Regions from separate parts of the Mus musculus genome. Here regions 2 and 3 are each linked to region 1. A link is a contact called in public Hi-C and HiCAR-type data. All regions are on one chromosome and are shown on one strand. The core of a region is the stretch at or near the end of the contact, and the rest is flanking DNA. Distances in the headings are between cores, read along the strand shown.

Region 1 (4,077 bases), core at 1,067-3,566:
TGAACATAAAAGAATGATGCTATATGATATAAGTACTGTCTTCACCATCTTGGTCATCATGACTACTGTCATGAGAAAAAAAGATGGAAACATTTTATGGAGCACAAGAAAAGAAAAAACAAACTTAGAGTTTCAGATAAAGGAGCAAATGATGGAACAAAGTTTCTAGTGATAAGGGAAAAGGCTAATATCTATTTTGCCAATATAATGTATGACTGGGGGCACAAACCATACTGTATTCTTTGTGAGCTTAGCCAACTGGAGTAGAAACTCTTAGAGGTACCAAGTTACACAGATGAAAGCATGAATAGCTCCTCTAGAGCAATGTACAGTTAGCAAATCTGAAATGCAATACCCTCATCGTAGAATTACCCATCACCCCTCCATGCCTCTGTCTGACAGTGTAAACTGATTCTGCCAGTCCAAGCTCTCTGTGCTGAGATCATGGTTCACTGCAGGTCCACACACTACAGTTAACAGAAAAGCATTTACAGCTTAGCATTATCTCTCCAACCCAATTTGTTTCTAGTTGCCATTCAATATGTGCTTATGGAGTGCTTCTTATCTCACTAAATACTATTCTAGGCCTTGAGGAATGCACACAAGATGTGGGAAAACAAACAAACAAACAAACAAACAAGAAGCCTCAAATTCATCTGCTTTGAGAGACCAAGCACATTTCCTTAAATGCAACTCTCAAGAAATAGTAAGAAACACTATCAGACAGAAGCAAATTGAGAGGAAAGAAAATATAAGATCATCTTGTTTAGTGATTTTCAAACTGCACTTCCTGAAACCCCGGGGCTTTGTGGCAATACTTCAGGAGTTCCAGAAAGATTGACGTATACTGTGCCAAACACTGAAGATTTAAATGATGTTAGAAGGTTCACTGTGACAATTTTTGTAATAGCAAAAAGTTACAAACAACTAAATGTCTTTCAACAAGGGTCTGCCAAAATACATTATAGGCCCTTCATACAACGAAATACTAAAGAGCTGGCAGTTAAACAAGAAATAAATCTTCTAGATTTGCTAGAGAAACATCTTCATGCTCTATAAGTAATGACAATGTATGTTGCCAAAAAACAAAAATCCATAGCATAATCTCATTTCTGTTTTAAAAAAAATGTGAGGTAGTCACATGTATGTATTCATACACCTATGTCCTGTGTGTGTATACATGTGTATATGTATACTTTAAATATTAATTTTGGAAAGGTACAATAGAATTTTGTCTTTGAGTTGTAGGATTAAGAGGGGTAGAGGAGGAAATTATGCCAAATTCCTTATTCTTTTGATTAAAACTGAGATTCAGGAAGCCCATAACTTACTTATTCCAAGATAGCTATTGAGCATTATTCAAACCCCTGCAATGCAGCTCCATTCTTTTGACCTCTTATTTGTGTCTTTCCATGCCTCAGGAGAAGCTCACTATGGTCAGGAATCATTTGTAGAAGCATTTGGTCGTGAGTGTTACCCACGGTTTTCTACCCGTTTTCTCGACGTTAGATTATCTCATTCTTATTACCCTGTACACAGGTACCTCTCTTCCTTATCTAATAAGTACACTTTTACTCACCAAGGAATGATACTGAAAGAAGTGATAACACTTGGGGCACAGTGGTCCCCACATTTGTAAAAAAGGGTTTCTCCAATAGGAGACTTAACATGGTACTTTACTCGTTTACCTTTGAAATACCCATATATTTATAATTTTATGAGATACTACCTGGACTTTCATATTCTTATCTGATTCTCACCATGTATTCTACCTTGAAGTTCTGAGAGGGAAATGGTTCTGTTTTATTCTACTTCACAACTGAGAAACTACCATGCCATTGGGTAGTACACAAAATGGAACTTTTAATGCCCTACCCCCCTCTTTTTTTGGGGGGGGGGGTGGACAATTTTAGTGGTGAAATTGGTGTTCTAGTTATCTCAAATAGGGGTCTGTTTCTATGAATAGTGCTTCATTGCTCTCCCACAATTAGAGCTATGTGTGTGTGAAACTTCCAGAGTGTTCAGCCTGGCCAGTTTGTCCACAAAGTCTAGAATGTGCCTAGAATCAGGACCAGAAGCAAAAGCTTCATTTAAGACATCTTCTCAGGCTTGGGAGCTGTCATTTGGGAACTTAAAAGCCAAATAAATAAAAAATCTGGACGGGTACACTCTCATTGTTTTTTAGCAAAACTTGAGTTCCTCGCAGTGCTGTGTTTGTTTGTTTTCTCTGGGAACCAAGCAGCTGTCCTACACCCAAGCATGTATCATCTCACGACAGTGACTCAGAAAGCTGTGCAGATGTCATGGCTTACATAGTCCCTAAAAAATGCCTACCATGCAGGAAGTGAAATAAGGTTCTTGGACTCAGCAGAAATGGGGTGAGGATAAAGAGGCTGCTTTGAATTTGTGGGTTTTCCCAGGCTGCTTTGGAAATGTCTCATGCAAATCCAAACAGTATCTGGGTCACAGATAGCTTGCAACCAACAATTCTGAATAGACTTTTAGTCTTCTGGTACATGTAGAAGCAGTAGGTCTATGTGGAAAAATAAAACGGTTTAAATAGCTTAGATAGTTTCATAGCCTACTGCCAATGAGGATCTTTTTCTTCTCCCTAAAAGTATAACATTCTTGGAGTCATTTCCAAGGCCTAAAACTTTATTAAACTGAGCAATAAATAAAATCCAGTCATCTAGTGCTTCTACTAACAAGAGCTTAAATATCTAAGATGTATTGTTTCTGAATACATTTCTCTGTATGTATATGTATATAGTCCAGCTTTTTAATGGAGAAACAGCTTGCTAGAGACATGAATCACATCATTGTGTTTGACAAAGCATTTAGTTTGTAACTTTTATGACTTTAGAAGCCTGTCAGATGCTATTTGCAAACTTTCTCTTTACTTGTAGTTATAATAAACCAAAAGTACCTAGAATTCTATGGGACATAGACTGTCAGGAAATGTTGAGTGCATCATTTTGAGGGAAAGCAAACGCATTTACAAGAAGACTTCAGCATGCAAATAGACAGCGATTTAAGAATATGCAAATGAGAAAATAGTTAAAAATGAGGAAGGATTTAAGAATAGAGAAATCAAGATGTAAAGCAACTTTTTTAATAGTCACTTTAACCTCATAACCTGTATTCTGGCCTGAAAATGGTACCATCAAACTTCTACACTGATAGAGAAGTTTTGGGGGAAAGTCCCAAAGATGACCACAACCTAAAAATGCACAGCTTAGAGGGGAGTTTCCAGTGGTCTTGGCCTTTAGCCCAGGCCCAGGCTAACTATTTGAAGTGTCCCCATGGTGTATGCTTGGCTTGGTATAGTGTCAGCTGTTATGCATAGAGGATTGGAGGTAGTCCTAAGAATCCTCTGGGGAAGAAAGGTGCTCTAAAGCTCTAAGTCTGATTGACTTTCAAGGACCAATGACTAACTTACTGTTGAAGATTACCCATACTTTCTAAATTGGTGTCTAAATGTTATGGCTTGCTTTGTCGAAGCTTCTCTGAAAGCCACCACCAATGAATGTTGATGCTTATTTGTAGGCTGTTTTATGTAAGCACTAGACACACAGAAAGTAACACATAGGACAGAAAACAACTTCCAAGCTATGTATAATGAGGCTTTGACATTGAATGGTTTACTGGCATTTCTGTTTCTACTATCACACTCCATCCAGAGACTGCAAGCACATTTTTATTCAGTATCACAAAGCCTATAGAAGAATGGAGCTTGAATTCTTTTGGACTTGAGTGTAAATACCACACAACTTCTGACCTTTGGTTGACTCTATTTCATCATTTTCAAAATAATAGTGGATAACAGCACTTTTTGGCTATCATGAGTTCAAATCACTTGGATTAGGGAGCCAGAGGATACCTTTTTTTCAGATGTAAGAATATGAAATATTGCTGGGCAGTGATGGCACACGCCTTTAATTCCAGCACTTGGGAGGCAGAGGCAGGCAGATTTCTGAGTTCGAGGCCAGCCTGGTCTACAGAGTGAGTTCCAGGTCAGCCAGGCTACACAGAGAAACCCTGTCTCAAACAAACAAAAGAATATGAATATTATTTTTA
Region 2 (4,077 bases), core at 1,023-3,522, 820 kb after region 1:
TGGAGGCTGAGCAAGGGTGTTTTGGGAGAAAATACAAAATAAAAGATACAAAATAAAAGATGTGAACAGGTACCCTGTGTTTTTAGGAGTTGGCTAGTGTCAGTTAGACAGCATTTCCTGTTCAGGAAAACATCCTAAGATTTCCAGTATTGTGAATTTTTCAAGTAACAGGGCAGATAAAACCAAGAGAGTGGATACTTAGCATGTCCTAGCTCTATTGTAAGATGGAGGCTCACTGTAGAAATTTGTGTGGCAACGCAATGTATAGTAAATCTTTCTATAGGCAAGGACCATTTTGTTTGTTTGCTTGCTTGCTTGCCTGGTTTTAATGAAAACTCTGTATCGTCTTCATTCATTAGCACCAGAACACTGCTGCAAATCTCAGGGCACAGGGCAGGTAACAGAGTGGTGAAAGGGTTAAGTACCCATCCTGCCTTCCCAGTACGCCCCCTCGCATACTGCATCACAGTTCCTAATGGTAAAATCTATTAGGATGCACAATATTCTCCCAAGGGATAAGGAGAAGTCCTGTCATTTGAGATATTTAAAACTGTGGTGGAGAAAGCACCAGAGACTTGTGAGTGCCTGTGCTCCAACCCTTAGGACAGAATGCGTGACCTAATGGGTGCTTTCCACGCCTTAATGTCTCTGACTCTCCGTGTGTTTTAATAGCTACCTCATTTTTAAGTAGATGAGCAACACACTATTTTTTTTTAATGGAAATTTAGTTTGGCCTATAAAGTGTCAGGACAGAGGTGACAAGACAAACCACAAGGGAACGGAGGGAGCCTCGTGGAAACTTAATTGATTTGGAGAAAGGTTGAGCAAACACAACAGCATATTAGAATTTAGCAAATACTTCAACTTTTTTTTTCAAATGTTTTCAGTTCACGAAAACCCAAAACACATTTGGCTAAACACTTTTTCCTTAATTTCCAAGCCCATGTGTATTTCAAGGGAAATTTAATCCATGTGTTTCTGATTCATTTACACTTAGCTCATCAAAATGTGGTTTCGTAAGACCCATTTGATGTCTAAGAACCCTTGTGAGCTTTTTCATAAACTTTTTTTTTTCCTTTTAACCAGGAAGTTAGATTTTGCCAAGAGTCAGTGAAACTTCAACCTGAAAGACTTGGTTTTCTTTCAAATCTTAAAATCCTTAAAGCTGGTGGCAGTTAATGAGCAGGAGTGGGGAGCTTCAGGTCACATGGCCTTTGTTATTTTGAATAGCCTATCAATTCAAATGGCTTGAACCCCCTAGTTTATTGTAGAAAATGCCAAATTCTTGAAAATCATGTAGGAATCACAAGAGAATATAATATTTCCCTGTAGTCTGATAATGGTTCACTAATGTGCCTCTGGGTAATCAGGGCATTAATACCAGGGTTACCTCAGAGACAACCATAAAGAAATGACTCTAGAGATGTGTAGATTGATCATTTTTCTGCATTAAAAGAAAGATAACAGCCTTTTGCCAAATGCTTGTTGCCCTATGTACAGAACTGTTTGTGAAATCAGGAATGAGATAAAACCCTTCAGTGAATGTGCTGATTCAGGTGCACATAGTCGCCTATCTCATAGCTGCTGTTCCAAAGAGCATCTGGGGTAAGAATCACGCATCCGGCCCATCCGTCAAGAGCCTGTGAGCAAGCCAGCAGTGTTTGCACCTGCAGGATGAATTACAGCTTTGTTGAGTGTGGGAAGCTACATAATAAGACACCAGAGTGTTTCTTTCCTCTTACCCCCACCACCATTGCTCCTCGGTGTTTTTGCTTTGTCTTTACCGCCCCGCGTCTCCACCTTTAGACAATCACCGCCAAGATAATGGAGCAAATGTGGCACATTCATCCAAGGATGGGTTGACACAGAGTACACATTGCTTTCATTTGGTTGTTCTTTGGATGAATTCTTCCTTGAGAACAAGATAATGAAAACCATACGGTCATTGAACACAGGAATCTGCGTCACTTTGTTCCCTTGCAACCCGTTTCATTTCACAAAGGCGGGTCCGTCCCCGTGTTGCCTCCAGTCGGAGATCCCAGCCAGCTGGAATCCTGCCCTCTGCAGGCTTGCCCAAATCAGGGAGTGTTGTCATTGAGTTTCTGAGGTTCACCTGAATGACAGAAGCTGTGGGAATGTGGCAGGCCTTGCCAACCTTCTGCATCTCTAAAGCAAAGTGTCCTTTTTAGAATTTGCGTGCATTGTGCTCTGTAACCTTTATTGTGGGAGCTAAAAGATGAGTCAGGATGAGAAGTCAAGAACTGGGCTGTCTTAAGAGCTCTCTCATTGATTAAGAGCATGTACCACACTGAAGACTGAAACTGGGTTCCCAGTGTCCACATCTGGTGACTCAGTCAGTTTTAAATAGAACTTCAGAGAACCCTAAACCCTTACACTTTTGTCCCCCATGGACACATACACAACGCGTGCGAGTACATACACACTGGAGCACATACGTTCCTACACACGCATATACTTTAAAATAACAATATTTTGGTGTTTTAGTCTCATAACTATTATTGATTCTTTATGAATTTCACATCGTGCACCCAAATGCCACTCATTTCCCAGGCCTTCTATATCCACCCTCCACCTTTGCAATATCACCCCCCCCTTCGTCCTTCCCATGGGGAAGAAAACAAAACAAAACAAAGCAAAGTTTTGCCATGGAATCTGCCGTGAGTCACAGTGTGCCACACCCCTTCGCCCAAACAGCTTTACTTGCTAATGCTCATTACAATGAGTCATTGGTCTGGTTCGAGGCCTCTGGCTGCACCATCAATACAGGTTGATCCTCACCAGGACTTCTCTCATATATCTTGTTGCCCTGTGTCATGGAGATCCTGCAGGTTTGGTTCTGCCTTCACGCTCTCCAGTAGCACATAGATCCGGCAGTAGATGTTGGAGCCCTAGATTTGGGCCTGGCTAGTAAATGAGTTTGCCAACCTACCCCCTCTCTCTGGTGGCCATACCACCAGCGCCAGCTCTCCTAAACTCGCCAGCTCTTCCACGCTTATGCCATCAGGGCTAGCTCTTCGGTGCTGCTCAGGCAGAAGGGCTTTCCTGTGTGCTATAGCAATCAAGGAGTAGGGCCAGCTCAGAAAGGCCCTGGGACATCAACATGGCTTCAGGCGGCAGCTCAGAGGACATATGTCTTCATGGTCTTTGGTGATAACATCGACCACAGACACGTAAACACCTACACCAGAGCTAGAGACCCAGACATGGTCCTTTGCTGCAGAAGGGACCGGTCATCACCCTGGCCTCAAGTGGCAACACAGGCCTCTCTTATAAGGCTGTCCCTCACTGCTGTGAGTCTCGAGTTCTGTCTCTTCATAGTAGTACACGGTCTACTCTGCTTCTTTCTCCCCCATCTCGTTACCACTTGCTTATCTAGTGGCGCTTGGACTCTGAGCATCTTTCACTGGCCGGTGCCTAAATGGGGCAGCAGGTGGCCCATTCAATATAATTTAAAAATTTAGAAAGATTTTAAACTTTCATTGACCTCAAGCTTTGAATCGGTGCCTGAAAGACGGTATTATAGAGGCTATAGATGGTTTCTACTTCTTTTCTAGGTGTAATTTTCAGTCTCAGGAATAATTTGTAACTACAACGGCAAGCTCAAATGGCAGGTGTGAATTGAAGGTAAGGAACCATTTGCTGCTTCAAACTCCCTAACTGTGAATGGAGAGGCTGAAAACAATGAAAACACACATGTGATCTTTGACTTTGAGTAAACGACATTGCTCTTAACCTAGTAGTTTGCCATTTATTTTATCCAGACTCCAAAGCAGTATTGTAAAGTGTGTAAATTCATTTCAAGAATACAAAGGTAAAAAAACAAAAACAAAAAACAAAACACGTTTTGTTTTGAAACAAAAACAGGTTTTTTTTTTTTTTTTTCCTTAAAATTGGCCAAGAAGACTCTTCTGCCTTAATGGAACTCCAGAAAGCCACTTATGATTTAGATCTCACCTCATGACCTTTCTCAAAAATATTGAATTCAGAATCAAGCCTATATTCAATTGTAAAACGTTTCTCTTGTACATCTTTACAAAGCTGGAGAAACAGTATCAG
Region 3 (4,077 bases), core at 724-3,223, 810 kb before region 1:
ATCTTCAAAGTACCTTGCCATTTAGCACTCTGTTGTGCAGCACTATATATTTTCTCTTAATTTCTATATATCTAAATTGCTTTCCTACAATATCCCGACTGACAATTCAGAACATTTTTGGTGAACTTCCATTATGTGTAAACATTGTGTGAGACTTGGAGACACATAGTAACTCTATGACCCTGACCCTTCTGGATTTGAATTCTAAGCAAGTTAAACAAGCTACATAGTCAACATAGGTCTAGCATGTCAAGTGGAGATAAGCCCCATCCGCAAATAAAGCAAAGATATTGGTATAGACAATGGAGTTGAGTGGCTCCGATCTTTCAGAGGTGGCTGGAAGATAGATACTGTGAGAAGAAGGATCTTTGATCAGCTCAGAGTCCTCATGGCCCAATCACCTCTCAGTACGACCCGCAACTGGGGAAATGGCACTTTTAATAAATGAATCTTCAGAGGACGGTTTAAATCCAAGCCACTATCCCATAATCATAAATACAAAAATGCTGCTCAAAAATTATCTGTCTTACTCTAAATTAAAGGCAAGGGCCCAGTTCAGCGTTGTGATCTCAGAGCCCAGTTCAGCGTTAGTTCAGAGAGATGCCCTCTGAAACAAATGGATCTTAAAAAATGAGTCTGAGAACTATTATCTCTACCATCCTCTTATAGAAACTCACATATGGCATAGCTCAAACAAATAAAAACACTTTAAATCCTGTCTTAAATTCAGTTTAACTTTGTTTAATTTGATGTTGCTGGCCATTTTGAACATGAGCCCTGTTTCCTGCTGTATCTGTTGAACAAGCAGAGAAACCGCTATGCTGGGAGTCTAATGAAGATGACATAGGGAAGTTCTGAGCTGCATTTGTCAGAAAGATACTTTCTGACAAGAGATACTTAAATCTGACAAGAGGGTGGGTATTCAAGGCAGGAGAAACACTAAGCAATACTTTGTAGTACTTCCCTTGCTGCTCTCTACCTTATCAAATACCCTTCCAGAATGAATGCCTTAAATAAACTGGACAAACTGCATTCTTGATAACTGCTGATAAACTTCTAAAACATGCAAGATTCCAGATGCACTAAGCTTAATTATTCCATGGGAGCTACCTCAGCTCCTCTGCATAATTTCAGAGGCAACAGAGTTCAGTCCCTTAAAGACTGTAACTCACTCGTTACCCGTGCCTGATCAAGGACCATGTTATTTTTCTTACCGGGAGATCAAGATTCTATTCCACAGAGAAGGGACACACAGTCTTTATACATCTGCCATAGACACTTTGAAATTAAAGCAAAAATCAATTTCTATGCAAGATGAAGATCTCGGTATTGGCTATGGAAGTAGAATCGAATTAAGAACAACGCAGGCTTGGATTTTAATGAAGCTCATCTTTGTTTCGTTTGCAGATCAAATTTTTGGCTCTCATCTGCACACAGTGTGTGAACGAGAACATTCCACAGTTCCATGGTTTGTAAAGCAATGCATTGAAGCTGTTGAAAAAAGAGGTGGGTGACTGAATGTGCAGCATTGCTGAGTCCTCTGAACAGCTAGGGCTCAAGTTCACGGAACCACTTGATTTCTCTGGGAAGCCACGCAATTAAAACTTGACTTTCATTAATCGGTTAAGAGGATCAGGTTTCTTATTAACTTCAGTTTGCTTTTACAATGGGGACATTAGCAATTCTCACTAATGTTCCGTGTTTTTTTTTTTTCTCTCCCGTTTAATATTTTGTCTGTCTGACATACTGTTGAATCAATTGCAAACTTCTTGTTTCCAAGCCAGTGGTAAAACATTCATAAAATATCAGCACTCACAGTGTTAGAACCCTCTCACATTCATGCTGGTAGATGTGCCAGAACAATTTTTTGGGAAGCCCCCAGCATCACCCAAGTGAAGTAAACAGCGTTTCTACTCACAGACAGCGATACGCCATCTTCTACATGGTTCTGTTCAGTACAGAGTCCAGCTAACTGTGTTTCCTGGAACAATTAGCAGATACACCTCCACTGTTAGAATGACCTTTGACTCCTCTGTTTCACCATTCTGTTTTTCATCTGAAATTATTTCATCTCACTGAAGAGAACAAAACAAACCCCAATTGACTCATCATTTCTAGGCTAGTTTATCTGCGGAGTGTTTTTCCTTCGAACTATGACTTCATTCATTCAAGGTCATTTTTCCTGGAAGATACACACTGTAAATGCAGAATCTTAAAAAAAAATGTATTAAATAAAAAATGTGAAGCTTCATCACCATCTGTTACAAGTTTACAACATATTTCCAGGATCTAGGGGGATATATATCAAGTGAAAGATAGAGGTGTTTGCAGAGGAAAGGAATAGCTGAACCTATTCTTATTTTCAACACCTATTTCTTAAAACAATACAACCAAAGAGGGGGAAAAATCTTCAAGTGTTCTGCTCAGAAAAGTCCATTTTAATTCTCTCGGTGTTACCTGGCTTTATTATAGAAGCATAATAAAAACGGCATGCAATTTCTAACTCCTAGAAATTCATACTTTAATTATACAGTAAGGACAGCTTTGGGATCCTATTATTCCCATATCAGTAGGGAATGAAAGAATAACAAGAGGAGAAGGGGTGGGTAGGGACACAGATAAAGATAGTGACTGTCAGAAAAGCACATCGACAACAAGGAGAAGTGCTGAGGGGCCAGAGAGCAGGAAACAGTTACTGTAGAATAAGCTCCAGGAGAAGCGTCTATGAGGAATGAAGCTGATTGGAATTTAGAGAGAACTGTGTTTTTATTGCATGTTGCAATTTCATTTAATTTATAGGTACCTATCTTAGGAGTAAATATTATTTAATAAATACTTAGAGTCAAAATGGATCAGTGAGAAGATTGTTATTATTTCCAATAGCGAAACTACCATGATTTCCAAGAAATCTTCATTCACTTTTAAATACTGAGAACCAACGGTATGAACATTATTATATTAGATCAAAAATCCAAATAGGCCATTGGGAGAAGCCGTATATAGTAAGATGTATGCACACAGGAAGAAGAGCTTATATCTCCTGATTTGTGAGCCTACCTAAGGCAAAATGAAAATCCCTGTTAAATGTAGCTTTGCAGTGCACAGATTTCATAATATCATAGAATAGAAAATGTCTATAAATAGGAATTGTATCTGTGCCTGGCATTTTCATGGTGATTTTTAATAAAGTAAGATGATATTTCTGCTGACAGGGGCAATCATGACAGCATTATATTTTATTGTTCCAATGTTTACTCTCAAAATGAATTTGTAGATCCAGCACTAAACAGCTGCTAATCGCACATATGATTATTAAAATAATTCCTGAGCATTCTAATGAAACTCAGAGACACTTTATAATTCTGCAAAGCAACTGACAATTCAAAGCACTTTGGCAGTGTTAGCTTAAAGGAACTCCAGATATGTTCAATAAAAAGTCATAGGTGCAAGATAAAGGTCTTACATCAGTGTAGGATTTATGAGTGTGTACACTTGATTATGTTTTTCTATGATCGTTTTGTTGGATTAATGCTCTTACATTTATCCACCAATTCTGTTTACTCAAAGTGTTGTTTTTACTAAATTTTGGCATATTGCGCCTCAGGACAGAAATAATTTATATGAATCTAAATCCAATATTTATGCAGGCTTCTGATGACATTTGATGCAGGGTTGGTACTAGGAAGTAGCTGAAGAAAGTGCCAAGTATCTCGACATGGCTGGGGCTCAGCATGTCTAGAGTGCTCTTTCTAATGGCCAGATGCTCCTCCAGCCAAAAATCTCAACTGCACAGTCATGGGAAATGCTTATGGGTTTGTTCTAGGAAAGACTCATTTAATGAAAGTTGTGTTCACTCTCCCAGTTCTGGGGAAATGGCCTCTGTGCTCATGATGTGTCACACTGGCTGTTACAAAGGGGGGTTGGTTCCATTCTCTTTTTCCCTTTGTGATTCTTTTCTTTAAGGAATCTATAAAACTCAAGCTGTATTTTTTAAATGCTTCTTATTTATGAACTGAAGCATGACAGGGCAGACAGTCTCAAAAGTGTTTCAGCCCCCTCTCAGTTTTCTTGCTGCTT

The links. Hi-C and Micro-C count contacts between places; a contact is called where the count stands out from the background. HiCAR-type assays count read pairs that join an accessible place to other places.
Region 2: a contact with region 1 is called in a HiCAR-type map of fibro-adipogenic progenitors, with 4 times the contacts expected there. The contact joins two enhancer-like sites.
Region 3: a Hi-C map of muscle stem cells shows a contact between it and region 1, with 2.2 times the contacts expected there. The contact joins two enhancer-like sites. A contact is called at or near these places in 2 of 484 Hi-C or Micro-C datasets (both in muscle stem cells) and 1 of 115 datasets of contacts at active chromatin or transcription factors (fibro-adipogenic progenitors).

The regions. Positions count from the first base shown.
Region 1 is chr2:44,954,140-44,958,216 of GRCm38.p6, forward strand. No RefSeq gene overlaps it. Among named protein-coding and RNA genes, the nearest start is that of Gtdc1, 29 kb to the left of the region's middle. Within about 2 kb of position 2,317, at least 95 of the 459 cell types and tissues checked have an H3K27ac peak or open chromatin away from gene starts, as enhancers often do. A contact at or near this core is called in fibro-adipogenic progenitors and muscle stem cells, where this site is marked.
Region 2 is chr2:45,774,934-45,779,010 of GRCm38.p6, forward strand. No RefSeq gene overlaps it. Among named protein-coding and RNA genes, the nearest start is that of 1700019E08Rik, 80 kb to the left of the region's middle. Within about 2 kb of position 2,273, at least 72 of the 459 cell types and tissues checked have an H3K27ac peak or open chromatin away from gene starts, as enhancers often do. A contact at or near this core is called in fibro-adipogenic progenitors, where this site is marked.
Region 3 is chr2:44,140,843-44,144,919 of GRCm38.p6, forward strand. Arhgap15 (Rho GTPase activating protein 15) reads left to right here. Exons shown (of 14, transcript NM_153820.3): 10 at 1,408-1,506. Among named protein-coding and RNA genes, the nearest start is that of Arhgap15os, 78 kb to the left of the region's middle. Within about 2 kb of position 1,974, at least 8 of the 459 cell types and tissues checked have an H3K27ac peak or open chromatin away from gene starts, as enhancers often do. A contact at or near this core is called in muscle stem cells, where this site is marked.